Linked DNA regions of Mus musculus: all the other regions are linked to region 3. Evidence: chromatin contacts called from public HiChIP or PLAC-seq data. All regions are on one chromosome and are shown on one strand. Each heading gives the region's core, a stretch centred on a gene start, on an enhancer-like site or on the middle of the called end of the contact. The rest is flanking DNA. Distances are from core to core; before and after follow the strand shown. Region 1 overlaps Rmnd5a (required for meiotic nuclear division 5 homolog A). Region 2 overlaps Gm30582 (a long non-coding RNA gene). Region 3 holds the start of Krcc1 (lysine-rich coiled-coil 1). Region 4 overlaps Rmnd5a (required for meiotic nuclear division 5 homolog A).

Region 1 (2,700 bases), core at 170-2,669, 150 kb after region 3:
TCCCTCACTGGTTTGTGAATAAACATAGCCCCGGGTAGAAATGACTTGTCTAATAATTACTTCTCAATCTTATCAACCAGCCTACAAACTTGTCAACAGCGATTTAATTCACTAGGAAAGAAAGAAAACCACCACGGAAAATAAAAAATGCTTTCAAAGATATCTTTACTCGTTAATATATATTATCAGTTTGCTTGTTTTTAGAAACAGGGTTTTATGTAGCTAAGGTGGCCTCAAACACAATGTAATAAAGATGATCTTGAACTCTTGACACCCTGCCTTCCTTACAAGTGCAGAGACTAAGTATACAGACTCCATAACATACAATCAGAATTTTAATAGTTACTGGTAGCTTCCTGCTGAAGGACTATACCTCCCAGCTTCTCTTGAGGACTATGGAAGTCATTTCCACATCCCATCTTCCTCTGTAGGCATTCTGGCCATTCAAACATGTGGGTAATAGTGAATATTCATGCAGTGAATAGACATGTCTTAGGGTTTTACTGCTGTGAACAGACACCATGACCAAGGCAACTCTTATAAGGACAACATTTAATTGGGGCTGGCTTACAGGTTCATAGGTTCAGTCCATTATCTTCAAGGCAGGAGCATGGCAGGATCCAGGCAGGCATGGTGCAGGAGGAGCTGAGAATTCTACATCTTCACCTGAAGGCTACTAGCAGAATACTGGCTTCCAGGTAGCTAGGATGAGGATCTTAAAGGCCACATTCACAGTAACACACCTACTCCAACAAAGCCATACCTACTCCAACAGGGCCACACCTTCTAATAGTGCCACTTTCTGGGATGAGCATATGGAAACCATCACACTGCCTAAGGTCAGACCAAGCCTTTCTTTCCTTCTGCCTTTTTTCTCTACAGCTGCTTTTAAAATAATCTAACAGTTACCACTAACACTATCTGTTCAAATAATACAATTCTTTGGATAATTAATTTCCTTGAGATATATACCAAAAAATAAATGCTTATTGAGAAACCTTTTAAAAGTCTAGCATTTAAACAGTGGTATGTATGGAGTTTTACAAGGATGCCCTTCACATCTTCACTTTCCCTTCACAAAGCCTTCTATGGTTACTACTACATAGGTAAGAAAAACAGAACACCCTTTCCAGTAGGATTATCTTTAACCACAGTGAAACTTTCTAACATAGTTGCGGTCTTGGACAGAAGAATACATGTTTCTAAACTCCCTTCAACTATCTATTCTTTCATTTTAAGCAATTAAGGAAGACAAGAAACCCTTTTACAGTTTATGTTCTCGTTGCACGTAATAAAAATTAAAGCCAAAATATAAATGGATGTTGAGGGATGAAATACAAGTCAACTCCCTTTGTGGTAACTGTAGGTTCTTACTCAGTGTTGCATCAGAGCTGGCATTGCTTCCAGCTTCTGTTACTAGGTGACCAAACACATTTACATGGCTAGCCAGGAAATCAACAACACGGTAAACCAGCAGAGGCACTATGTGAAGAAACACCTCTATTATTAGCACCACATGCTTGACTTTTCCCTTTCATATTTGTAAAACAATGAGAGTTACATACCATTTAGGAAGCAGAGGCCTGAGGATCCTGAGTTCAGTGTCAGCCTGGGTTACACAGCAAACTAAAAGCAAACAATATGCCAGGCATGGTGGCACATACCTTTAATTCCAATATTGGTAGGCTGAGGCTGGCAAATCTCTGAGTTTCAGGCCCTGCTGGTCTACAGAATGAGTTACAGGATAGCCAGGTTTACCCAGAGAAACCCTGTCTTGAAAAACAAACAATAAAGCAAAGAGAAGCCTGGCATGATGATCTTACACTGGGAGAAGGAGTCAAACAAGAACCAAAAAAGGACAACAAAGTGTGTCCATTTATGCAGGACACAATAAAGCTTGGAAAAAGAAAACCACAACATACTAAACTTAAGAGACTGAAGGGTAGAGAAGTCATGAGAACTAAATTACAGCCTATATATGCTATCTCTTTAACCACTTCATATATACAATCAGGTAGGTTTAAAGAGTAGTTTTTATTGCTCACCTAAATGCATTCGTGAATCACAGTTACTGAGCAGTCCATTGTAAAACAGTATTTGCTTTAATTCCTAAGTGCCAATTCTCAGTGTTATTTCTAAGCTTCCCATCTACTTATGAAAAACTGGCATATGAACCCAACAATTGGTTACTGTTGGACCTACAAGGAACTGGTTCTTTCTCAGCATCTAGTTAATCTGGGTTAGTAAGACAAAGCAAACTCCAAAGGACTCTCAACAGAGTAAGGAGACCTGGATTGAGAGAAATCACTACTTCATATTCAACTCACAAAGAGTATTGAAGCAACCTCCAACTGAAAAGACAGACAGCCAATCTAAGAGGAAACCATGGGCAAAAGAATATGAAATTCACAAGAAGTCATCCTAATGTTAACATGTGAAAAGATGCTCCACTTCAAAACACAGGAAAGGCAAGGTGAGTCTGACCAGACACTATTTCACACCCACCTGGTTACTATCTGGCCATTGCAAATGTGATGAGAAAAGAGGGAACAGCACTGCCCCAGGTGTGCTGAACAGGACTGTAAACTGGTATAAACCCTAAGGGGAAAGTCTGGCAACACCCTGTAAAGCTGATGCTAAGGTTCAAAACCTATGAGGAAATAAACCTGTACTTAGCATATGCTAGACCACAGTCCTTCA
Region 2 (2,700 bases), core at 16-2,515, 200 kb after region 3:
GTGAGGGATGTATAACTTCTTTGATGGGTAATAGAATATATCAAAAATATTTTAAATATTCCTGCCCTTTGGTTAAAAATATTTTTTATAGAATTTCTCCTAAGAAAATGATCAGTTATGATAACTTGTGGGATCATGTAAGAGAATCAAAGATGGTTGGCAATGCCCATTGGAATTCCAAATATTGAAAATGTCCATCTGAAAGATTAGAGGTTTGGTTGCATAGATTATGATATAGCTAAACACGGATGAATGGTGTTACAGGAATGAAAGAGCAGAATACATTTCTAAGTGAAGAAAGTAATTTATAAAATTGTATGTATGTGTACTATTGTCCCATACTGTGTGTGCATGTCTATGTGCATTTTCATGTGTGTAATTGGGTGCATGCATGCCACAGAATGTCCACATAATGGTGCATGAGTGGACTACAACTTTGGGTGTTGGTTCTTGCTTCTACACATCCTTAGAGACAGCTCTCTTTTGTTGTTTTCGTTCATGAATGGCAGCCTATCTGGCCCACAGACTTCTATGGATTCTCCTATGCCTGCCTCCCATCTTGTCTTAAGAGGACAGGAATTATAGACACTTGCTGCTGTACTGACCTTTAATGAGTTCTGGAGATTCAAACTCAGGTCCTTATGCTTATGTGTCAAGTGCTTTTACCCATTGACATTGATATTTTATCCCCAGCCCTTGTTTATCACATTAAATTAAAAATTTTTACAATAAATCTGAAGTTGCCCTTATAAATGTGCCTCTGCATGTAATGTGCCTTTCTGACTACTGTCAAGCTTTGTTTTCATGACTATTTTTCAGATGCTAAGATTGGATGATCTGTATCTTAAAGGCTTGGACCCAGGTGAAGCTATTTGGATATGGTGGGTCCTTTAATAGACAGGTCCAGTGAGAGGGTGTCTTTAGGTCATTGAGGGTGTACCCTCAAAAGAGATTATGACTCCAACAAATGATGGTAAGGTAGAGAAGGGCAGAGGAGGACACTAAGTTCTGGCCTCCTCTTTTCTTCCTAGCAATGAGCTTTTTCTTGCCACATGTCGTTGCTGCTAAACTACCTCATCATAGATTCAAAGCCAACCACCATTGGCGGCGAAATCCTCTCAACTCTTGAGCCAAGTAATTTTTTTCTCTTTGTAAGATCATTTCCAATGTTTGTTGCAGTGATAAAAAGCTGATAAACATACTAGCAAGCTCTGCTCTGGTGTGTAACTGTTACTTTGGAACAGTGATACTTTGGACCTTGCCTTCCTGATCTGTCAGGTGAGAGCAGACCAGTGCAGACATTAAAGCTAGTTACTCTCCCAATGAGGTGACACTTTGTATGTTAGCCAAGGTCTTATAAATAATAAACTTTCCCTCCCTAGTCTGTGGGGGAAAAGCCTTATTCTCATTTCTGCGTGAATTCCAGTTACTGATATATCTATTCCTTTTAGTGGCTCTTCATCCAGCTTGGGAAATTCTTTCTCATGCACACATTGATCTATATGTGGTCAAGTACTCAAGAGATACCCTCTGAACATCTCTGGAAAAGTGTCTCCATAAAACTTTCTGCTCTGTGGGCTGGAGAGATGGCTCAGCAGTTATAGAGAACTTACTGCTGTTCCAGAGGGAGGACCTGTTCAGTTCTCAGCACCCATGCCAGGTGGCTTACAACTGCCTGTAAGTCCAGACTCCTGGCCTGGCTGGGCTCCCTGTCCCTATATTATGGCATTCAAATTGTCTCCATACATACACAGTTGGAAGAAGAATAGTACAAACACAGTGCATATAGCCAGGGTTGCATAACTACATGGTTAAGACTTCGCAGGTGGCTTTTAGGTATGGATTGAAACAAGATGGAGTTTCAGAAATGGAAATGCCACAGGTTGAGGTCGCTGCTAGTGGGTTAGCTCTAGGGAAGTAAGAAGGAAATCCTGGGTGTGTTGTGAGCTGAGACACAAAAGTCAAGAGGAGAAATAGGTGAACAGGGAACTGCAATCTGTAGCTTCAGGAAGTGGAGAGAGAGAGGAGGAGCAGAAAGGAAGGATGGCTCTGAACTAGACACAAGGGGAGCAGAGGGGAGGTGTTTGTGGAAGTAGTTGGAAGAAATGCTAAGGTATGACAAACCATAAGGTCAATGACAGTCATTCAATGGCTCAAGGGCTAAAGGCACAGCTGCCAAGCTGATGACCTCAGCTTGATCCCCAGGACCCAGGTAGTGGAAGGCAAGCCCTGGTTCCTGGATGCTGTCTTCTAACCTCCACATATGTGCTACGTGTGCACACACAAAATAAATATCACAGAAAAGAAAGATGAATGAAAAGGGGAGGTCGAGTGGGAGACATTTCCAGGGAAGGTTCCTTGGTGCACTTGATACGACCTCAGAGGAGAATGGAGAACCAGTGTGAACATGATACTCTGAAGTCTGTCTTGGCTAGGGGAGCTTTTGCAATAGTCCTAGTGGTGTTTACTTCCCCATGGTAGATGGTAATCGGATTAAATGGTTCAGGAAAAGAGACGCTTGGGCTAGCTGGCTGACCCCTTATCTCTGCAGCACTCTTAGCCTATTGAGTGGCATTGCCCACATTCAGGGGAGACACCCCTCTCAGCTGCTGTACCAACAGTCTCTAGAAATGCCCAGTGACATGCTCACAAGTGAATTTTTACTAGTATAGGCTCTTCTCAATCCAAAGTTGACAGCTA
Region 3 (2,730 bases), core at 157-2,656:
GTTATTAATAAGCGTGGAATCATTAATGGACTGCTTGTCTCTGTGTGAAGCCTTTTACGGACGGAGTTTATTAGGCAGTCGGGGAGTGGCAATGCTTGGCAACGGAAGCAAGTGCAGCCTGTTGACTTACACAGTAGTGTAGTATTAACCGGAAGCAGGGCCTTTAACATGGTCCAGTGGGTGAAGGGGCTTCTAATTCCAGCACTTGGGAGTCTGAGGTAGAAGGATCCTGTATTCCAGGCCAGCCTGGGAGTAAAGCAGTCTTCGGCTTTAAAAACCAAAGACCCTAGTGGAGCTTCCTGGCTCACTCGTTAAATTTCAGCCCTTGCGAGACTGAGAGATGATAGAAAGGGATTGGTGAAGGCGAGTGGAAATGAAGGGTAGACAGACATCTCCTGAAACAGAACTGATCTTTAATCAGAACTGAAGGGCTGCAGTCTCTCAGGGAAGTGAGACTATGCCCAAGTGGCACGTGTTGGGGAGTAAGGGGTTGGGTTTTGTAGGACTGAAAGGGGGGGGGGGAGGCGGAGGGAGGGAGCTTTGGGGTTGGAAGATTCCATTTGCAGGTCAGTTCCCCTGCAGTCAGGAAGTGGGAGAGGCTAGCGGGTCTGGTATGTGGATCTCCTTATCAGAAGCTTCAGCAGTCAACAGTCAACTCTGGGCTTCTCAGTCCATCTGAGGTTTTTAAGTGATTACTTCAATCCATGCTTGGGACCAGCCTGAGCTAAAGTAAGACCCTATTACACATGGGTCGGTGTGCTGCCAAGCCCCAGAAGCTGAGTTCGACTTCTGGGGTGCATAAGGTAAAAGGAGCCCCACCCTCACTCCGCTCCACACAAAATAATGACCATGTAAAGAAAACTAAAATATACTTTAGTAGTACCTGTGTGATGTTGTATCTATGTAATAGGAGCGTGTATGGTGAGCATACCGTGTGTGTGCTTTGAGGAATACTATGCACGAACGTGTATAATCTAAGAGGGAATTTATGGACTATGCTAGCTAGCAACGTACCATGAGCAGGGATGGTGCTTAATATTTAGTCTTAATATAAGAGCACAAGAAAGAGGAAAGGCAGATGTGCGTTTCTTAGATATTTTGGCCGGTGGATCCATACATTTCCAGACTCACTTTGGCTTCCGGGCTGAACCTCGTCACTAGGTTTCTTTCCTCCAATGGCAAGAAGGACCGACACCCAAGCTCCTACCCACACGGACAGAGCCGGTTAGTCCGAAATGGCGGGAAGGGGCGGAGCACACATGGAGGGCGGGGCTAGAAAATTTCCCGAGGGCTCGGCCGCCCTGCTGCGCACGCGCACCTGCGCGCCCCCGCCGCCATGGCGCTGGCGCTGTCCAGTCAGCCGCGGGTGGTGGCGGCGACTTCCCCTCAGGAAGTCAGGTCTCCGCCTCCTCCCCCCCTCCCACCCCGCCTGCTCTGCGGCGGAGGCGGCGGCGGCGGCAGCGGTGTCTCTGCCTCTCCGCCACCTCCACCGCAGCCTCTGACCCCCGGCCGGCGTTGTTGGCGGGGAGGGGGACAGTAGTTGTAGACGCCCGCCCCTGCCTCAGAGAAGGTGAGTTCCCGCCCGGCGGCGGGGGCGGCCCGAGCTCCAGCCCTCAACTCCCGCGGCCTGGTGAAGGCCGAGCGCCCCGGCCCCGCCCCGCCGCGCCTTCGAAATGGCCGACGAGAGCCGGGCGCGGCCCCCCTCGGAGCGCCTGACTCTCTCCTCAGAACCCCTCAGCATCCGCGGCGCCATGGCCGAGGGACCTCACGGCCTGGCGAGGAAGCCGAGGTCCGAGGGGGCTAGGAGAAGAGGCGGCCGAGCCGAGGGCAGTGGGGGTTCAGTGAGGAATCCCCGTCCTCCAGCGACCCCGGGAGAGAGCAGCCTCGGTTTGGTGCAGGAGCGTGGACAGGAGACTTCCCAGCAGGCCACTTAGCGACAGGCATGAGTGGGGAATTAGGGAGCTCTGGACAGGAGGGTGGGAGCTTCCAGGTTTCCTCAAGGAAGAGGAGAGGTGAGGTGGAGGGGACGGATCACCCCGAAGCTTTTCTAGGCTTCTGGATTGCCAGGAAGACGAGTTAGAAAAAAATGTCCAGACGTCTCTTGACCGTAGTAACCCGAGTTTTAGCATTTTTTGACCAGTGTGAGAGTGGCGAGAAGCAAGATTTTATTCCAACCCTACTGACTAGGAGCAGAACTGAGCTGTGTTCTGGAGTGCTCCGAGTGACTTTGGCCTTTAAAAAAAAGTGTAAGGAGAGAAGGCCTGAAGTAGACAGGAGAGGTGAAAACTCCCCAAGGGTTAGGCATTGCTTCTGCCGGCTGAGAACTAGGAAGTTAGGCGCCTCCTTCATCCCAGTTACATTTCAAAGAATTGCTTCTATAGACTCTGAAAGACCGCTGAGCTGTGGGAAATAAGCTTAAAATGAGGGGATAGTTAGAGTCTTTGTTGGGCGTGGTGCTGAGCGCCTTAAATCCCTAGCAGTGGAGGGGCAGAGGCCATCCTGGTCTACATGAGAATTCCTAGCCAGCACGAGCTATAGAGTGAAACACTACCTCAGGAAAAAAAACAAAAATGGCCTGGGACCGGGCAGAATTTGTTAGCTTTTTAAGAGTGAGCTCTACTGTGGGTAGAACTCCTTAGACCCCAGCATCACAAACACGGAGGCGTGTCATCTGTTGAGGGCTAAAATAAACAGTAAACCTGACAGCCAGAGCTTTTCCTTAAAGTGTGG
Region 4 (2,700 bases), core at 117-2,616, 130 kb after region 3:
ATTTCTCAAGGTTCCCAGTCTTTTTTAGGATTTACTTTTATGTGTGTTTGTGTGTTGTCCCATGTATTATGCACGTGTGCATGTCGCGTACCCTCAAAGGCCACAGGAGAGCACTGGGGTCCCTTGCACTGGGGTTATAGTTTTGATCTATCATGTGAGTGCTGGGAACAAAGCCCAGGTCTTCTGGAAGTGCGACAAGTGCTCACCACTGAGTCCCAGTACTTTGAGAAGATAAAAAAAAGCATACATACACTATGTGCTCTCATGACAAAAAGATTTGTATAGCTATACTATCACTATATCTATACACAGGGAAATAATGTTCTGTTCTGAAACTCTGAAGTGCCATGAGTGATCAGGCAGCAGCTGCACAAGGAGGGACTAATTCATCTTTAACTTTAACTTTATCAGCTGTTAAAGTCAAATTTTACAAATGTGATAAGAAAGCTTCATTTTGATATTCAACTATAAAGCCTATCCTTTAATTGACTTTTATTTGGACATTTTTCAGCTAACCCAATTCACCAAGGACCACTTGAACATGAACCAGGTATGAATATAAAATGTGAGCAAGCCGAGCTGGGAATATATTCTGTGGTGGAGCGCTTGCCCAGCATGTACAAGGCCTCTGCCTTGATCCCTGGCACATGGGGAAGGGAGAACAAAGTAAAGGTGACATAAAATACGAGTAACTCTTCCTCCATTGTACCCAATAGCACCTTCCTTATCTAATAATTTCCCAACAGTACTCTTGTCCCTATCACTAGCTTGCTCAAGTCACCTAACACTAATAAATGAATGACAATTTGAGTGGATGAAACAAAAACAAACAACAAACAAAACAAACAAAAAAAACCCAACAATGTTTTTCCAGATCCTAGACCTGAGATTACAGTCTTCTCCCGATGACTCAACCAACTTTAACATTTAGGCTGCACATTAAGGAAATAATTTTTTTTAAAAATAAAAGTAAAGGCTTTTATACAAAGCAGAAGTAAATATGTCACCCAAGTACACTCACCCTCTTGACTTTGTGACATGATGGTGTCATATTTAAAGTTCATGCTAAAGAATCAGCAGGATGGGAAATAGTGTATGTTTTGTTTTCTGAAACTGGCTGATCATATTTAATATATATTCTAAGTTCATGCATTTCCCTTTAAATTTCATAATTTCACTTTTCTTTAGAGCGGAATAATGTTACACATTATATATGTAACATACTATCATGGTCCATTTATCTGCTGGACTAGGTTGGTTTTATTTCCTAGCTACAGTGATAACTTGGGGTGCAGATCACCCTGCAACACAGGGTTCTTTGTGTATATGCCCAGGAGTGGACTGCAGGCTTTAAGGAAGTTCAGATTTTGTGTTGGAGCACTCACAGGTCTCTTGGGACACATGCAGCTGAGGGCTGGTCAGCTTTTTGCTCACAGTTCAATTCAAATTGAAAGAGACAAAAGCTACTCTGCCTTGGTTTTTACTTTATACTACAGGTTCCTAATAGGGAGAGGGCACAGATTAGCATCACTTTGCTGTTGCCAAAGGATATGTAGATATCACAACCCTTTAGCCACTGCAATCTCTAAATAAGAATTTTGGGATTCTCATAATCAGACCCCCCACCCCCAATAATGGTACTTGGTGACCTAATCAGTAGTAGCCCACACTGACACTCACACAGCACCAACAGCAGCATTCTACCCTGCTCAGACTATGAAAAGGTTTGGGATATTTAAGGCTCTGTATATATAATTTCCATCACACACACACACACACACACACACACACACACACATAATAACATGATGTTACTCACATGGTTAGCTCTCCCCTCTTCTCTCCTAAATTTGCCACTTGGATGGGGTACTATTTCTGGTAAAAATGCATCTGGCCAAGGCTCACAGCCCTCACCACTATACCCATTTTCAGCATGTTAAAGACTACAAATGCCCTTCCCTTCTAATATTCCTGTGGAAGACTTCCACCACTCTTCTTATTTTTTTCCCCCTCTTGGGAATGACTAACAATACTCAGCCCTACAAGTACAAACTTAATGGGAAGCTATTAATAGTATAATCCAAATGTCTTTAAAATTCAAAAAATGGAAAACACCACAAATCAAATTCAGTGGAAGAGCTAGCAATTTCCTAACATCACTGTGGAAACAAAAAGACCACCAACAGTTCATTCAAAGGTATTATCAGCAATCTTGGTGTGTACTCAGGGTCCTGAGCCTGTATCTCCCGGCCTTTCCTCTTATCCCATCTTTGTGTCCTGCTGACCCAACCCACAAAAGCACTCTCAGCCAGTAATCATATACCAGCACAATTAACTAGGATCCAGACAGGGCAACACCAACCAAAGCATGGGATACCCACCCCCCCAAAAAAGACAAGACCAGATAGCTATACTAAGAAACACCTCAAATATCCTAACTGCAGATACCTAGATCCAAGTCCCCAAACACAAATATAAACAGTAAACATTTGGATTGTTCCTCCAGAAACAAATCTATTGCAGTAGGCCTGTGAAATGCAATTTAACTGACACAGAAGATAGGAGCTTCAAAATACCAAGTATAGTATGTTAAAAGAAGGTATGAAATGCCTCAGTGAAGACGATGGAAACACAAAGAGTGGAATGAAACAATAAAAACACTGTAAGACATGAAAGCAGAAACAAAAAACTAAAACTCAG

Evidence for each region. HiChIP or PLAC-seq counts read pairs in DNA pulled down with a chosen protein or histone mark.
Region 1: a contact with region 3 is called in a FOXA1 HiChIP or PLAC-seq map of pancreatic cancer cells. The contact joins the enhancer-like site here to the promoter of Krcc1 in region 3. A contact is called at or near these places in 14 of 39 promoter capture datasets (the 3T3-L1 cell line, 3T3-L1-derived adipocytes, the C10 cell line and 10 more), 1 of 15 datasets of contacts at CTCF or cohesin (CD8 T cells), 25 of 484 Hi-C or Micro-C datasets (the Ba/F3 cell line, CD8 T cells, the G1E-ER4 cell line and 18 more), 19 of 115 datasets of contacts at active chromatin or transcription factors (CD8 T cells, the NIH/3T3 cell line, the SCID.adh cell line and 13 more) and 3 of 9 other capture datasets (adipose tissue, liver and pancreatic islet).
Region 2: an H3K4me3 HiChIP or PLAC-seq map of intestinal villus epithelium shows a contact between it and region 3, with 9 read pairs. The contact joins the enhancer-like site here to the promoter of Krcc1 in region 3. A contact is called at or near these places in 2 of 484 Hi-C or Micro-C datasets (cortical glia and natural killer cells), 4 of 115 datasets of contacts at active chromatin or transcription factors (embryonic stem cells, extraembryonic endoderm stem cells, intestinal villus epithelium and 1 more) and 3 of 9 other capture datasets (adipose tissue, liver and pancreatic islet).
Region 4: a contact with region 3 is called in an H3K4me3 HiChIP or PLAC-seq map of bone marrow-derived macrophages, with 4 times the contacts expected there. The contact joins the enhancer-like site here to the promoter of Krcc1 in region 3. A contact is called at or near these places in 6 of 39 promoter capture datasets (the 3T3-L1 cell line, 3T3-L1-derived adipocytes, the HPC-7 cell line and 2 more), 16 of 484 Hi-C or Micro-C datasets (the Ba/F3 cell line, MC3T3-E1-derived osteoblasts, adipose-derived mesenchymal stem cells and 12 more), 19 of 115 datasets of contacts at active chromatin or transcription factors (CD8 T cells, the NIH/3T3 cell line, the SCID.adh cell line and 13 more) and 4 of 9 other capture datasets (adipose tissue, embryonic stem cells, liver and 1 more).

What each region holds. Positions count from the first base shown.
Region 1 is chr6:71,417,647-71,420,346 of GRCm38.p6, forward strand. All of the region lies in intron 2 of Rmnd5a (required for meiotic nuclear division 5 homolog A), which reads right to left. Among named protein-coding and RNA genes, the nearest start is that of Rmnd5a, 22 kb to the right of the region's middle. Within about 2 kb of position 1,420, at least 71 of the 459 cell types and tissues checked have an H3K27ac peak or open chromatin away from gene starts, as enhancers often do. A contact at or near this core is called in the Ba/F3 cell line, the N1E-115 cell line, the SCID.adh cell line and 8 more, where this site is marked.
Region 2 is chr6:71,474,541-71,477,240 of GRCm38.p6, forward strand. All of the region lies in intron 1 of Gm30582 (a long non-coding RNA gene), which reads right to left. Among named protein-coding and RNA genes, the nearest start is that of Gm30582, 3.3 kb to the right of the region's middle. Within about 2 kb of position 1,266, at least 5 of the 459 cell types and tissues checked have an H3K27ac peak or open chromatin away from gene starts, as enhancers often do. A contact at or near this core is called in intestinal villus epithelium and liver, where this site is marked.
Region 3 is chr6:71,270,271-71,273,000 of GRCm38.p6, forward strand. Krcc1 (lysine-rich coiled-coil 1) reads left to right here and starts at 1,407. Exons shown (of 3, transcript NM_001354706.1): 1 at 1,407-1,570. It overlaps Mir8112 (microRNA 8112), which reads left to right and starts at 1,401; the gene lies at 1,401-1,531.
Region 4 is chr6:71,399,950-71,402,649 of GRCm38.p6, forward strand. The region is part of intron 4 of Rmnd5a (required for meiotic nuclear division 5 homolog A); the gene reads right to left. Among named protein-coding and RNA genes, the nearest start is that of Cd8a, 28 kb to the left of the region's middle. Within about 2 kb of position 1,367, at least 3 of the 459 cell types and tissues checked have an H3K27ac peak or open chromatin away from gene starts, as enhancers often do. A contact at or near this core is called in bone marrow-derived macrophages, where this site is marked.